Linked DNA regions of Mus musculus: region 1 is linked to region 2. A link is a contact called in public promoter capture Hi-C data. All regions are on one chromosome and are shown on one strand. The core of a region is the stretch at or near the end of the contact, and the rest is flanking DNA. Distances in the headings are between cores, read along the strand shown.

Region 1 (6,379 bases), core at 3,274-5,773, 300 kb before region 2:
GGCCGCTGCGCACCACCGGAACCACCCTCTGGACCTGTCCCCCATGTCCGCTGCCGTTTGGACATCAAGCCGGACGAGGCAGTGCTGCAGCACGCCGCCCGAAGCTCGCGATCTTGCGCACCTAGAGAGACGACGTCCTGGGCTCGCACAGCTCCACAGTTCCATGGCCTCACAGTTCCCGGCCCTCGCCACGTGGCCCTGTCACGCACTCCTACCCCCAGTGACTTGTACTGTACTGACCCCAGAACTCTGTACTGTGACGGGCCACTGCCTGGGCCCCGGGACTACTTGGAGCACCGCAGTCAACCCTTCACAACGCCTCCAGGTCCCACCCAATTCTTCTACACCGAGGAGCCAGAGGGCTACGCAGGCAGCTTTACCACAAGCCCCGGCCTTCCCTTTGATGGCTACTGTTCCAGGCCCTACTTGTCCGAAGAACCCCCTAGACCCAGTCCAAGGCGTGGGGGCAGCTACTATGCTGGCGAAGTACGCACCTTCCCGATCCAGGAGCCCCCCTCCCGCTCCTACTACGGGGAGACAACTCGAGCCTACGGTATGCCTTTCGTTCCCCGGTATGTCCCAGAAGAGCCCCGGGCGCACCCTGGAGCCCGCACTTTCTACACCGAGGACTTTGGGAGGTACCGAGAACGCGATGTACTGGCTCGGACTTACCCGCACCCGCGCAGCAGCCCACCCTGGGCTGACTGGGGTCCGAGGCCTTACCGCACCCTTCAGGTAATGCCGCCTCCCGCCCCTGGACCACTGTTGGCCTCGTGGCACGGCGGCACCGGCACAAGCCCACCCCGGCTGGCCACCGATAGCCGCCACTACTCTCGATCCTGGGACAACATCCTAGCTCCTGGTCCTCGTCGTGAAGATCCTCTAGGACGCGGCCGCAGCTATGAGAACCTCCTGGGACGCGAGGTTCGGGATACGAGGGGTTCATCCCCTGAAGGTCGGCGTCCACCAGTCGTAGTGAATTTGTCCACCTCACCCAGACGCTATGCAGCACTGTCGCTGTCCGAGACGTCGCTGACAGAGAAGGGCCGCGCGGGAGAGAGCCTGGGCCGCAACTGGTACGTCACGCCAGAGATTACCATCACAGACAACGACCTGCGCTCAGTGGATCGCCCGACTGCCAAGGGCTGGGAATTGCCTGGAGGCCGACCACGGCAGCCCGTATCCACGGTCCCTGAGGGTCCTGCTTCAAGCCGCCAGCGCAGCCTCGAGCAGCTGGACGAGCTCATCACTGACCTGGTCATCGACTCACGGTCGCCAGCCCAGGCCCCGGAGCCTGCCGCCGAAGGTTTAGGCCGCCAACTACGCCGCCTGCTGGACTCACGGGCTGCAGGCCCTGGAGGGGCCACCCTGCTGGCGCCATCGCGCTCGCCCCCGGCCTCGGCTGGCAGCACTGAAGAGCCCACCGGCTCGGGGGAGGCAGCGGACGCCTCCCCCGAGCCCAGCGCAGACGAGGATGACTTGATGACCTGCTCCAACGCGCGCTGCCGGCGGACAGAGACCATGTTCAACGCCTGCCTCTACTTCAAGTCGTGCCACAGCTGCTATACCTACTACTGCTCGCGTCTGTGCCGCCGAGAGGACTGGGACGCGCACAAGGCGCGTTGCGTGTACGGCCGCGTGGGCAGCGTGTGCCGCCACGTGCTGCAGTTCTGCCGCGACAGCAGCCCAGTGCATCGCGCCTTCTCTCGCATAGCGCGCGTCGGATTCCTGTCGCGAGGCCGTGGCGTGCTGTTCTTGGGCTTCCCGAGCCCAGGCTCTGCCGACAACTTCCTACGCTTTGGCCTCGAAGGGTTGCTGTTATCGCCCACCTACCTGTCGCTGCGTGAGCTGGCTACACATGCGGCGCCCCTGGGTAGCTATGCACGAGAGCTGGCGGCAGCAGGAAGGCTCTATGAGCCGGCAGAGTGCTTCCTGCTTAGCGTGTCCGTGGCTGTGGGCCCCAGCGCTGCACCCCCCGGAGCCGCTGCCCGGCCCGCGCCGCGCACTCCTGGGCCCACGGTGCGCAAGTTCGCCAAGGTGGCTCTGGCCGCTGGCAGCCCGACGCGTCCTCCTCCTGCGCGTGGCGGAGAGCCAGATATGGAAACCTTGATCCTGACGCCACCCCCAGGTACTGCGGGCCTGGACGAAGAAGGTGAGGCCGGCCGGCGCGCACGTGAAGTAGCCTTCATCCATATCCAACGTGAGCTTCGAATGCGCGGCGTCTTCCTCCGCCACGAATTCCCACGGGTCTATGAGCAGCTCTGTGAGTTTGTGGAAGCTAACCGGCGCTTCACGCCCACAACCATCTATCCCACGGATCGGCGCACTGGCCGCCCCTTCATGTGCATGATCATGGCTGCATCGGAGCCGCGTGCACTAGATTGGGTAGCCAGCGCCAACCTGCTGGACGACATCATGTGAACCATGGAACTATTAGGCCCAGGCCCCGACCCCGAGCCCTGCCTACTCTACTCAGGCCCTGCCTGATCCATCACGAAGGCCCCCAGAGTCTGGACCAGTTGGTTCAGCGCCTTCCAAATCCCCTGGGCCTCCTTTAGTCTTATACAAATTCTCTGCCCTGAGCTCCACCCACTCCACACCTCTAATTTTGCCTGGGAGCCCCCACCCCCACCCCTGTCCCGTTTCCAACCAGCTGCTTCTTTTCTTCTCTGTTCGTAACCGGGCCATCCAAATTCCACATCCTGGGCTCTCCCCAAGCCAGTCAAGGAGAGGGGGCTCCCCAAGGGCCCGGTCCTCGCCCTCGGTGCTCCCCACTGGGAGGTGGGGTGGGACTGAGGACCTCTGGGCTCTGCCTGCTACACTCATCCCATGGGGACAAACTCAGTTGGTGTATGTTGTGGGTGCTTGCTATAGCTCTCCAACCCTTCTAGTCCAGAAATCCATGTTAACCAAAGCCCGATGTCCTTACTTCGAGCACTTCCCCTAACCCTCCTGTCTGGGGTGTATCAGGCTCAGAGGGCTACTCCCTGTGCACCCCTATGAGGTTGAGGCAATGGGCGTAGCCAGCACTGTACACGTACCAGTGCCGCCTGTCCTTCAATACTCTCACCTTAGTCTGGGCACTTGTAGACAAGTTGGAATACTGGGGAATTTTCAGGTTAAGGCCAAGGTACAATCCACCCTGCCAGATGGAAGCCTGAGCAGGGGAAGCAGTGTGGGCGGCGACCCAACCAGAGTTAAGATCTGGGTAAGGATTTGAGCTCCCAACACCTACCCAACAAGATGGCCTTAAAAATCTGCCTTCCAGAGAAGATGGAGAGGTGGGAAGCGTGTGCTGACGAATTAGCAGACAACCCTACTGAGAGCAGCTCCTACCACGGAATGACTTGGGAATGAGTAAGGAACAGGGCTGTCCCTAATTAGGAACTGGACTAGGAAAGGTGCTTAGTAGTGAGCCACCAAGTGTGGGTACGGTTAAGGAGTCGGTGCCGAGGCCTGCCCCGAATCCAATCCTGTGTGCAAAAGTGCCCTGGCTGCACTCCAAGCTGAGAGAGAAGCCAAAGCCTGACGTGTTGTGGAGAGGTCTAGGCTTCCCTAAGCCCCTTGCCTGACCCCGTACCTGGATCTGAGCCCAGGACTTTGTGGAGGGTGTGACCCAGAGAGGGCTTGCGACCAGATTCTCCAAGAATCTTGGGAGAAGAAGAAGCCCCAAGCCCTTAGGAGCTCTGAAAGTTCAATTGCAAGAACCTGGGACACACACCTATGCACGAGGGTGTGCACACGCGCCAGCTACCCTCGACTGGATGTCCCCGGGACACTCCAGCTCTCTCTCCTTGGCCCCTGTCTTAGCACATGCCCGGATGCCGCTCTTGCAACACTTGCTGCCCCGCCGCCTGCCGCCCTCCCCAGGGGCTCCACAGTCCCTCCTGCGGCAGACTGGCAAGAACGCCTCTGACGAGAAGGGCAAGTGCTTTCGAACCAAGTAAAATAGAACTTGAATGTAGCTGCTGCTAATAACTCGGTAGTGGTGGTGGTGGTGGTCGTCGTCGTGGCCGGGGGGGGGGGGGGGGGGGGGAGCATTGCGTCAAAGCTTCCGGGAGTAGGAGCTTAACAACCCGCAACCGGAGTATTGTGGAAGGGGAGGCCCGAGGGTGTGAAGTGGAGTATGCAGGGGAGTACTTGAATTTGGAGAGACCGGAGAGAGATCCTCCGGTTTACAGGTGTTGGGGAAGAGAGGACTTCGGATTTATGGTTTACGGATTGAAGCCTTAGGACCCAGGAGTGGAACCGGAGTGCGTCCTTGCATCCTTTTGCTGCCCTGCAGCGGGTTGATTTACAGCACCACGGGTTAACCTATGCCTCGGCTCCTTTAACTGGGACTCATGAGCCCGATCCCAAAGCTGCAAAGAACTGGGTTGCAATTGGCCAGTCCGTGCCTCAGATTGGAGGTACAACTGGCTGAGGCTCTGGGCTAGGTAAGCATTCCCTCACGGGATTGGCCGTGGCTGCCAAAGGGCCCGCCTCCCTACGCATAGGCCTGGGTCGGGTTTGGTAAGGGGCTGTGGGGCCCAGAGATCGAGCGCTTCGGGGAACATGGCGGCGGACCTCGGTCAGATTCCTGATGTAGACATTGATTCGGATGGCGTCTTCAAGTATGTGCTGATTCGAGTCCACTTAGCAGAGCCTTCTGGGGATCCGGCGAAGGAGTGCAAGGAAATCGTGCGTGGCTACAAATGGGCTGAGTACCACGGTGAGGGCGGGGCCTCTGTGCCCTTGGAGGCGGGACGAAGGTTAGGGGCGGGGCCTTACAGTTGCTGGTAGCGGAGTAGTGACTGCTAATATATCATGACTTGTACTAACACATAGCTAGGCTGACCTAGAAACGTCGGGATTTGGGCAGAAAGGAGTGCCATGACTGGGATCTTCTTAATCCCGTCTCTCACTTCGAAAGTGTCTTCTTCCTCCCGTTCATCTTTTTGCCAGCGGGGGAAGGGCTCATCTTCTCTGGGAAAAAGACCACCAAGAGCTGGAGCTTCTGACCCCATATCCAGCCCTAGAGTTCAGTGTGGGGCCAACAAGGGCGGCTAGGGCATATCCTGAGGCCACTCTCCCCACCCCAGCGGACATCTATGACAAAGTGTCAGGCGAGCTGCAAAGGAATGGCTATGACTGTGAGTGCCTAGGCGGCGGGCGCATCTCCCATCAGAGCCAGGACAGGAAGATACACGTGTATGGCTACTCTATGGTGAGCTCCAGTCCCCAGGTCTCAGCCAGACTGCAAAGCTCACCTTTGTGAGCCTGACCCCACCCCCACCCCACCCCACCCCACCCCTCACACCACCATTCAGGCCACCTTTGGGACTCTGAAAGTTGGAGCTACAGAACCCTTACTTAAGGGCTGAATGGGTTTTCCTTTCCCCACGTTTTCCAAATGACACCTTGGGCTACATCCCCGACTTGCTCCAGATCCTGATGGGTCTGTGTCCTGACTCTCTAGGGGCCCTTGGAGCCACCAGTACTGGGGTCAAATTCACAGTTCTATGTTGATCCTTTTTCATAAAGTCCACCTTAGACCCTCAGGCATCACCTGAAGAGCTCTTCAGTCCTCATCATGATCCCAGTATGATTAGGATGGTAGGATCTGCTAACTTTCCCCAGGGCTGCTATTGCTGCGGCTTCTGGGTGGGCTCCCAAAGCAAAAAACTAGCAAACTGGCGGTCATCCTTTCTCTAGGGTTACGGTCGTGCCCAGCACTCTGTTTCAACTGAGAAGATCAAAGCCAAGTATCCTGACTATGAGGTCACCTGGGCTGACGATGGCTACTGAAGCTCTGCCCCACCCCCCACCCCCCGGACTAAGTCAGGTCTCTGCTCTTGCTGTGTTCTGTTTTGAGGGGCTGGCCCTGTGCTTTCCTTTTGTACCTTAGGCAGCATAGCACCTGCCAGGCCTTAGAGGCCAGACCAATCTGGTCCATAGGAATTAAAAGCATTGATATGCCTACTAGTCCCTGACTTGTGTCTTGCCTTCTTTACCTTTGGATTGCACCGGACAGACCTGCTCAGCTTCAGGGGCCCTGGGAACTACTGGTGCACACTCAGCCCCCTAGGTGCAGATAAGGGGGCCCCTGCATTGCAGCCATTTATGGCTTGATTGTTCCTCCATGAAGCTGCTATCCCCAAGGACATCTGGGAGGGGGCCCCACAGGCCTTGCACAAGAAGTCAGTTCCTGGCCACCTAAGGCCTGGGGTGCCCACAAGTGCCCCCTTCCTGTAGTTCATCCAGGAGTCCCACCAGGAAAGGGTCCTGGCAGCCATTGTCCCGCCAGCTGGCAGGCTACATTTTTCATCTGTTCTCAGGCCAAGCCTGATATCCCTGAGTGATCGCAGGAACAGTCATGCTTGTGTCTCCTTCACTTGGG
Region 2 (5,803 bases), core at 470-2,969:
AAATTTTTATTTTAAATGCACGACCTATTTAGTACATACGAGATTTGTTCTTGTCATCAGGATCCAGGACTGGCTTCTATAGACAGCACCAGGATAACCTCAACCATCACCACTCCTGGTCAACTTGCCTACTGTTTGGTATCAGGTCTACCACAACTCCACTTTTGCCTTTAACAAGAAACAGACCAGAGAGGTGATTCTCACCTTGTGAAACTCACGCAAAAAAGAGCGCTCATACTCTCCTCGGCAGCGGTCTTCCATCCTTTCCCGGGTCACCTGATGCAGGGTGGTTGTCACGGCCTCAGCACAAACCCGCTCCAGCAGACTGAGCCTATGCCTAGAAAAGATCCCCGCTCATGGAGAACCCACAACACACATCTGTCCCTTACCTAGGAGGGCTCTCCCCATAAAGATACTGCACACACACCCTATGCCTATGTCCAGGACAGTATAAACGTGATGAACAATAATCCCTGGTTACAAGTATGGGCAAAAAAGACATCGCCAGTTAGTCTATAAGCTCTATTGAGAGGTCTTTTGAATTCAGGACTAATGAAGCTTGCAGAGAAACCGCAGCATGGTTAGGAAGCAGTACTCACAGGACCTGGCTCAGCTGGTTGAACTGCTCCAGTGCCTGCCGGCACCAGCACTGCTGCTTGTCACTGCCACATCCTGCGCACAGAGGACTCTGCAAAAGTCGGTAGTACCTGCGGCGGGCATACCGGCTATCTAGCTCACCCTCTAGTTCCGGGTCTGTGCCCCCTTCTCCTTTTCTCTTGCTCTGCATATAGACTCTCAAGAAACGACCATAGAGGCGCTGGACCATCTCCTGGAATGTCCTAGGGGTGGAAAAAAACAGGACTCCCCGCAACATAGTGTGAACTTTCTCCCGAAGCCCCTGAGCTCCAGCGCCCATCAGCAAGCCCAGACGAGTCCATTTCTCTAGGAGTTCTAGGCTATGCAGATAGGGATCCAAGCGGCTTTCCAGCAGACCGAACGCATCCAGGAGCAGCCCAAGGCACTGGGGCTCATCGACAGAGTTTTCTCGCAGAGCGATGGCATTCCAGAACTCCGTGGCAATATTGCCTTGAAGGTCGTTCTGCAGCACTTCCACGAACCACTCCTCCAGGACAGAGTGCAGACCGTGTCCCCTCAGAACCTCCACCGCTGCACGAAGCTCTTCCTCCTTTGGTGGGACTGCACCGCTGGTCCGGGAAGACGCCTGGAGCACGGAAAACCGTGAGCAGAGGGGCGGAATAGGGGTAAAGGGAGAGGAGGGGCATGGAAAAACCCAGCAACCGAAGAGCTGCCAGGGAACCAAACAAATCAGGTAGCTGAGGAAGGAGGCAAGCCCACTACAGGCAGGCCACGGAGCTGTGAGGCCCCAAGGGTGGACCCCCTAAAGTATGCAAAGTCGCGGGAAATCTGCACAGGCCCGACAACCTTTCCCCGGCCTCACCAGCCCCAGCGCGGCCGGCGGCACCAGACCGGTGCTCACAGTATTCCAGGCAACCAAGAGCTCCTGTCCAGGCCTAGAGTCGCAGTCATCGGAGGCAATAATTGTCGCCGCCGCCGCCGCCGCCGCCGCCGCCGCCGCCACCGCCACACCCTCGGCCTCCATCACTGTCCACAAAACAGACCCGCCCAGTAGAGCGCACGGTGATGACGCAAGCGCGGACCTGTGGCGCAGCCGTGACGTTCACCAGCCCGCGCGCTTTGTGGGCAGTGCGCAGGTGCGGACTTAGCTGTGCAGGCGGCGGTTGAGGCTTCCGGACGCGGTGCAGACCATGACCCAACAGGGCGCGGCGCTGCAGAACTACAACAACGAGTTGGTCAAGTGTGAGCGTCGGGCACTGAAGGCCGCGGGCCGGGGCCGGCCGACCCACTCGGGAGGCTGCGTGGACATGCCTCACGAGCCCCGCTCTGCGGCCTGCCCCTCTGTCATTGCTGGTTGGGGTCGGAAGCTCACGAGTCCCCACCCACAGCTCTGTCTTCCCACCCACCCTAGGCATCGAGGAGTTGTGTCAGAAGCGAGAGGAGCTGTGCCGGCAGATCCAGCAAGAGGAGGACGAAAAGCAGCGGCTACAGAATGAGGTGAGGCAGCTCACGGAGAAGTTGGCCCGCGTCAACGAGAACCTGGCGCGCAAGATCGCCTCTCGCAACGAGTTTGACCGGACCATCGCAGAAACCGAGGCCGCCTACCTCAAGGTGGGGCTCTCAGATGTCTGTTGTGAGTGCCTTACTACCATCTGAGGCTAGGTAGGGCCCATTGTGGTTCAGAGGCTGTAGGTGGAACAGTGGGCTGTCTGTGGGTTCCAAAAGTGAGCATTGGTGTATTGGACAGAGTACACGGTGTGGGCCTGAATTAACCCAGCCTGGCTTTGCAGGGTGGAAGAGCTCTGGGACAGGTGCAGAAGGGAGGATGGTTTTACTCCATAACCAGTTGGCTACAGCACAGATGACCAAATTGAGATTTCCATCCTCCATTATTAGAGCCTGAGGCAATGGGACCTTCCTACCAGAGAAATAACATCCTTTTATTTCTCTGGCCCCAGATCCTGGAGAGCTCTCAGACTCTGCTTAGTGTACTCAAAAGAGAAGCTGGGAACCTGACTAAAGCCACAGCTTCAGACCAGAAGAGTAGTGGAGGCAAGGACAGCTGACGAGTGCCTGTTTCAGCCGTGGCCTATGGCTGCTTAGTCCTCAACATGTCTGTCCTAAAGCATCTTTGTTCTTCGTGGCCTCAGATGTCTTTTATCTCTGGTGCCCAGAGGGGCAATTTCTGACCTCCACCTGCCTAGACAAGAAAAGCCCTAGGACAGTCCAATGGAAGAGGTGTTCCCAGCTCCGTACTCACATGTGCTGTGGGGACCCTGAGCAGCTCCATGAGGGGCCTCTCTCTGAAGCTCCTGAATCCCTTTGGGCTACCAGGAATGTCCTGGTCCTGGTCTGAGTACTGTGGGAGCCCCTCACTTTGTCTCCCCAGCCACTAGGGCCCCAGGCCAGACATGTTGAAGAAAGAATCTTGACTCCAGAACCAAAACCTTAGGGCCCATCCCCATGGCCTCTGGTGTTTCAATAAAGGTTGTTTTGCAAGATCTGTGTCTGCTAGCTACCATATATCCTGTTGGTAAGAAGACCTGCAGTTTTTCCCTTTCTTATCTTCAAAACACAAAATGCTGAAAGTACTCACCTCACACAGGTCAGCCCTAGCCCTTAACTCTCTTTGCAAAGGTGCTGGTGTTTTCCCCAAGTCCAGAACACAAACCACTTTTCTGTGAGGGGCTTTGCTCTACGATGGTGCTCAATACAGAACCTGGCTCAGAGATAGAGACAGGGACAGTAAGTTCTGTTTGGTCCAATCTGCTGCTGCTGCTGTTAGGACCCATCTTCCAACCACATGTGTTGCTTACTTACTATTTCCATGTGCCCTATGACCCAGCCCTTTGTCACAGCTTCTGGGGAAAGTTTGGAAGTATTTGGTGACCAAAAAGATCCAGAAAACAGCTGTGGTAGTTTACACCTGTCATCCTTCGTTGAGGAAGAAGGATCGCCTTAAAATCAAGGCCATTCATGTCTGCATAGTAAACTGTAAACCAGACTGGGACATAGTATGAAACCCTTTCTTAAACAACAAAAAAAGTACCTATAAAGCTGGGCTTTTACTCTCTGAGAGAAACCTACTTCAACATTCTCCTTAGCTCTAGTCAAGCAGTGACAGGAAAAGAAGACACATTCGGTGCCTGCAGATGGCCTACACTGGCTGCCAAGGCCTCTGCGAACAGTTTCCAAGCAGGCAGCTCTGCATTCCCCTAGCCTTTTGGGAATCTCTGTTGCTATAGCCTTGTTACAGGCTTATACATCGGGAGGTATCCAAATCAAACATGAGAAAAGATCTCCAAAGTTCCATTTAGCCCCATTCCTGTGTGATACACGACTAGCTACTTTACTAGGCTCCTAGCCCTGTGCTGAATCCTGTCAATTATAACACTAACCTTCCTCCCTTCTGGCATCTAGACCCCTGAGTCATGGGAGTTGCAGAGCCCAGAGGTTAGGTCCACTTCCCACAGTACTAGCTCTGGGAGAGAGAGTAGTAGACTTGCAGTGGGAAGAGAACAAAAGCCAGAGCCAGACCAGCAAGCTCAAAGTGTGACAGTACCAGGCTGGGGCCCTTTTGCTTTTTTTGCACACAGGTGCCAAGTTAGGACCTTGTTCTCAGACTGAGAGCTGTGTAAAGAAGGCAAAAGCAGCCTTGTTACAGTGCTGTTTATTGAATCCAATATCAGGGGAGAAAAAAAAGAAAAAACACCCTGCCATCTTTCATGAAAAGTAGCTGAGTTCGCTGAGGGCAGGAGCTTGGATTTCGGCAAAGAACAAATAACTAGGGTAGCCTCTCACTCCTCGCAGTGGCCACTCCTCAAAAGGTAGGAGCTGAAATTTCCGACAGCACTCTGGGACAAGATCTGCTCAGGCCTCCACCTCATCACAGATGAGACAGTATGGACAGATGTCAGCCTGTCCCACAGGCAGTTCCCACCTGTTCATCCTTGGTGTGAGATTCAGATCTGGCCCTAAAGGCAAAAGGAGGTAACAGAGAGAGAAGGCAGGGAGAGCCAGGTAGAGGGGCACAGAATACAGTCAGGGCTCCTGGGTATTGACTGGCTTCCAGGACCACCACACCTGGGGCTAAGTCTTGGCCATCCTGACAGTTGCAGGGGTCAGAAATAGAGGGCTGGCTCGCTGCGGAAGTCCGAGAGGTCGTTCTGACTGGCAGGTGTGAGCTGAGAGAAAGAATAGAATATACCACTAAGGCTTATCCAGGCTTCAACCATTCCCCAAGCCAGTCAGCCTCCTTTGGTGATCTGGGTGTTCACCCAGCACCCTCCACCTGGCTTACCATGACCTCCTTCGGTGGGAGCTCCACATCAGTTGGAGTCTGCACCAGTGTCTGTTCCTGCCACTTGCTGAAGGCCATGGAATGCTTTGGAGTGTAGCTGGACAGACCTGTGAACGGAAGACAACAGGCATGGATACCTGCAAGTGTGGTCCACATCCCACTCCCAGGCTGCCCAGTCCAACGGCTGCGATTACCTGAGCTGCTCTCAGGTCCCACACTGCTTACAAATGTGGCCCGGGGCAAGAAAACTGTGAAGGGTTTCTCTGAGTCAGGCCCCACTTCCTCCTCTTCACCATCTTCCTCTCCTTCCTCCTCCTCCTCCTCCTCCGCCTCTTCCTGTGCCAGAGAGCTCTCAGAAGGGTACTCAAATGTTGTATGCAGGCTCTTGTCATTGAAGGAGATCTTCATCTAGGAGTAAGAGCCATGTCAGCAGGGGCCCTACCACCCAGTTAGGCAGAGGTGCTAAACAGGGAGAGAAGACTTCTACCAAGAGTTATAGGATCCACCTATCCCACCCTATACCTGTAGCTGCTCTTAAAGCTAATTTCATGTTCTGGGAAGAATCCTAGCACCAACCATCACTGTCAGAGGCCCGCTTAAGAGGCTAACACCCATCAGTTGGGCTGTTGGTGCTAAGTACCACCTATTTTTTGGGCTACTGGGGAGTCCCACTTTTTATTCAGAGTCTAGGGTAATAGCATCAGTGATTCTCAACTCCTACCCTACTGTGTGCCTCACTCACTGGCTCTGGAATTTCATAATCAAATTCTCCCTTTTCTCCTAGTGGCCTGGTTTTAAGGGCCAGAAAGCTGTGGGCAACCCTCTGTCATGATCTTCCTGTCTGCTACCTGGGCTGGGAGCTCCACCTCCACAATCAATGACTGCTGAGGTTCGCTGGTCCTCTCA

The links. Promoter capture Hi-C pulls out the DNA fragments that hold promoters and counts their contacts.
Region 1: a contact with region 2 is called in a promoter capture Hi-C map of embryonic stem cells. The contact joins the promoter of Phpt1 here to the promoter of Ssna1 in region 2. A contact is called at or near these places in 7 of 39 promoter capture datasets (the HPC-7 cell line, embryonic stem cells, hippocampal neurons and 3 more), 3 of 484 Hi-C or Micro-C datasets (CD4 T cells and embryonic stem cells), 4 of 115 datasets of contacts at active chromatin or transcription factors (craniofacial prominence, embryonic stem cells and regulatory T cells) and 3 of 9 other capture datasets (adipose tissue, liver and pancreatic islet).

The regions. Positions count from the first base shown.
Region 1 is chr2:25,573,015-25,579,393 of GRCm38.p6, reverse strand. It overlaps Phpt1 (phosphohistidine phosphatase 1), which reads left to right and starts at 4,523. Exons shown (of 3, transcript NM_029293.2): 1 at 4,523-4,711; 2 at 5,082-5,206; 3 at 5,695-5,963. The coding sequence starts at 4,555. The coding sequence ends at 5,787. Ajm1 (apical junction component 1) reads left to right here. Exons shown (of 1, transcript NM_001005424.2): 1 at 1-3,978. The coding sequence ends at 2,421.
Region 2 is chr2:25,268,334-25,274,136 of GRCm38.p6, reverse strand. It overlaps Ssna1 (SS nuclear autoantigen 1), which reads left to right and starts at 1,719. Exons shown (of 3, transcript NM_023464.2): 1 at 1,719-1,839; 2 at 2,009-2,208; 3 at 2,556-3,098. The coding sequence starts at 1,788. The coding sequence ends at 2,663. Anapc2 (anaphase promoting complex subunit 2) reads right to left here and starts at 1,671. Exons shown (of 13, transcript NM_175300.4): 1 at 1,460-1,671; 2 at 600-1,222; 3 at 205-337. The coding sequence starts at 1,621. It overlaps Tprn (taperin), which reads right to left. Exons shown (of 4, transcript NM_175286.4): 2 at 5,092-5,305; 3 at 4,898-5,004; 4 at 4,251-4,781. The coding sequence ends at 4,719.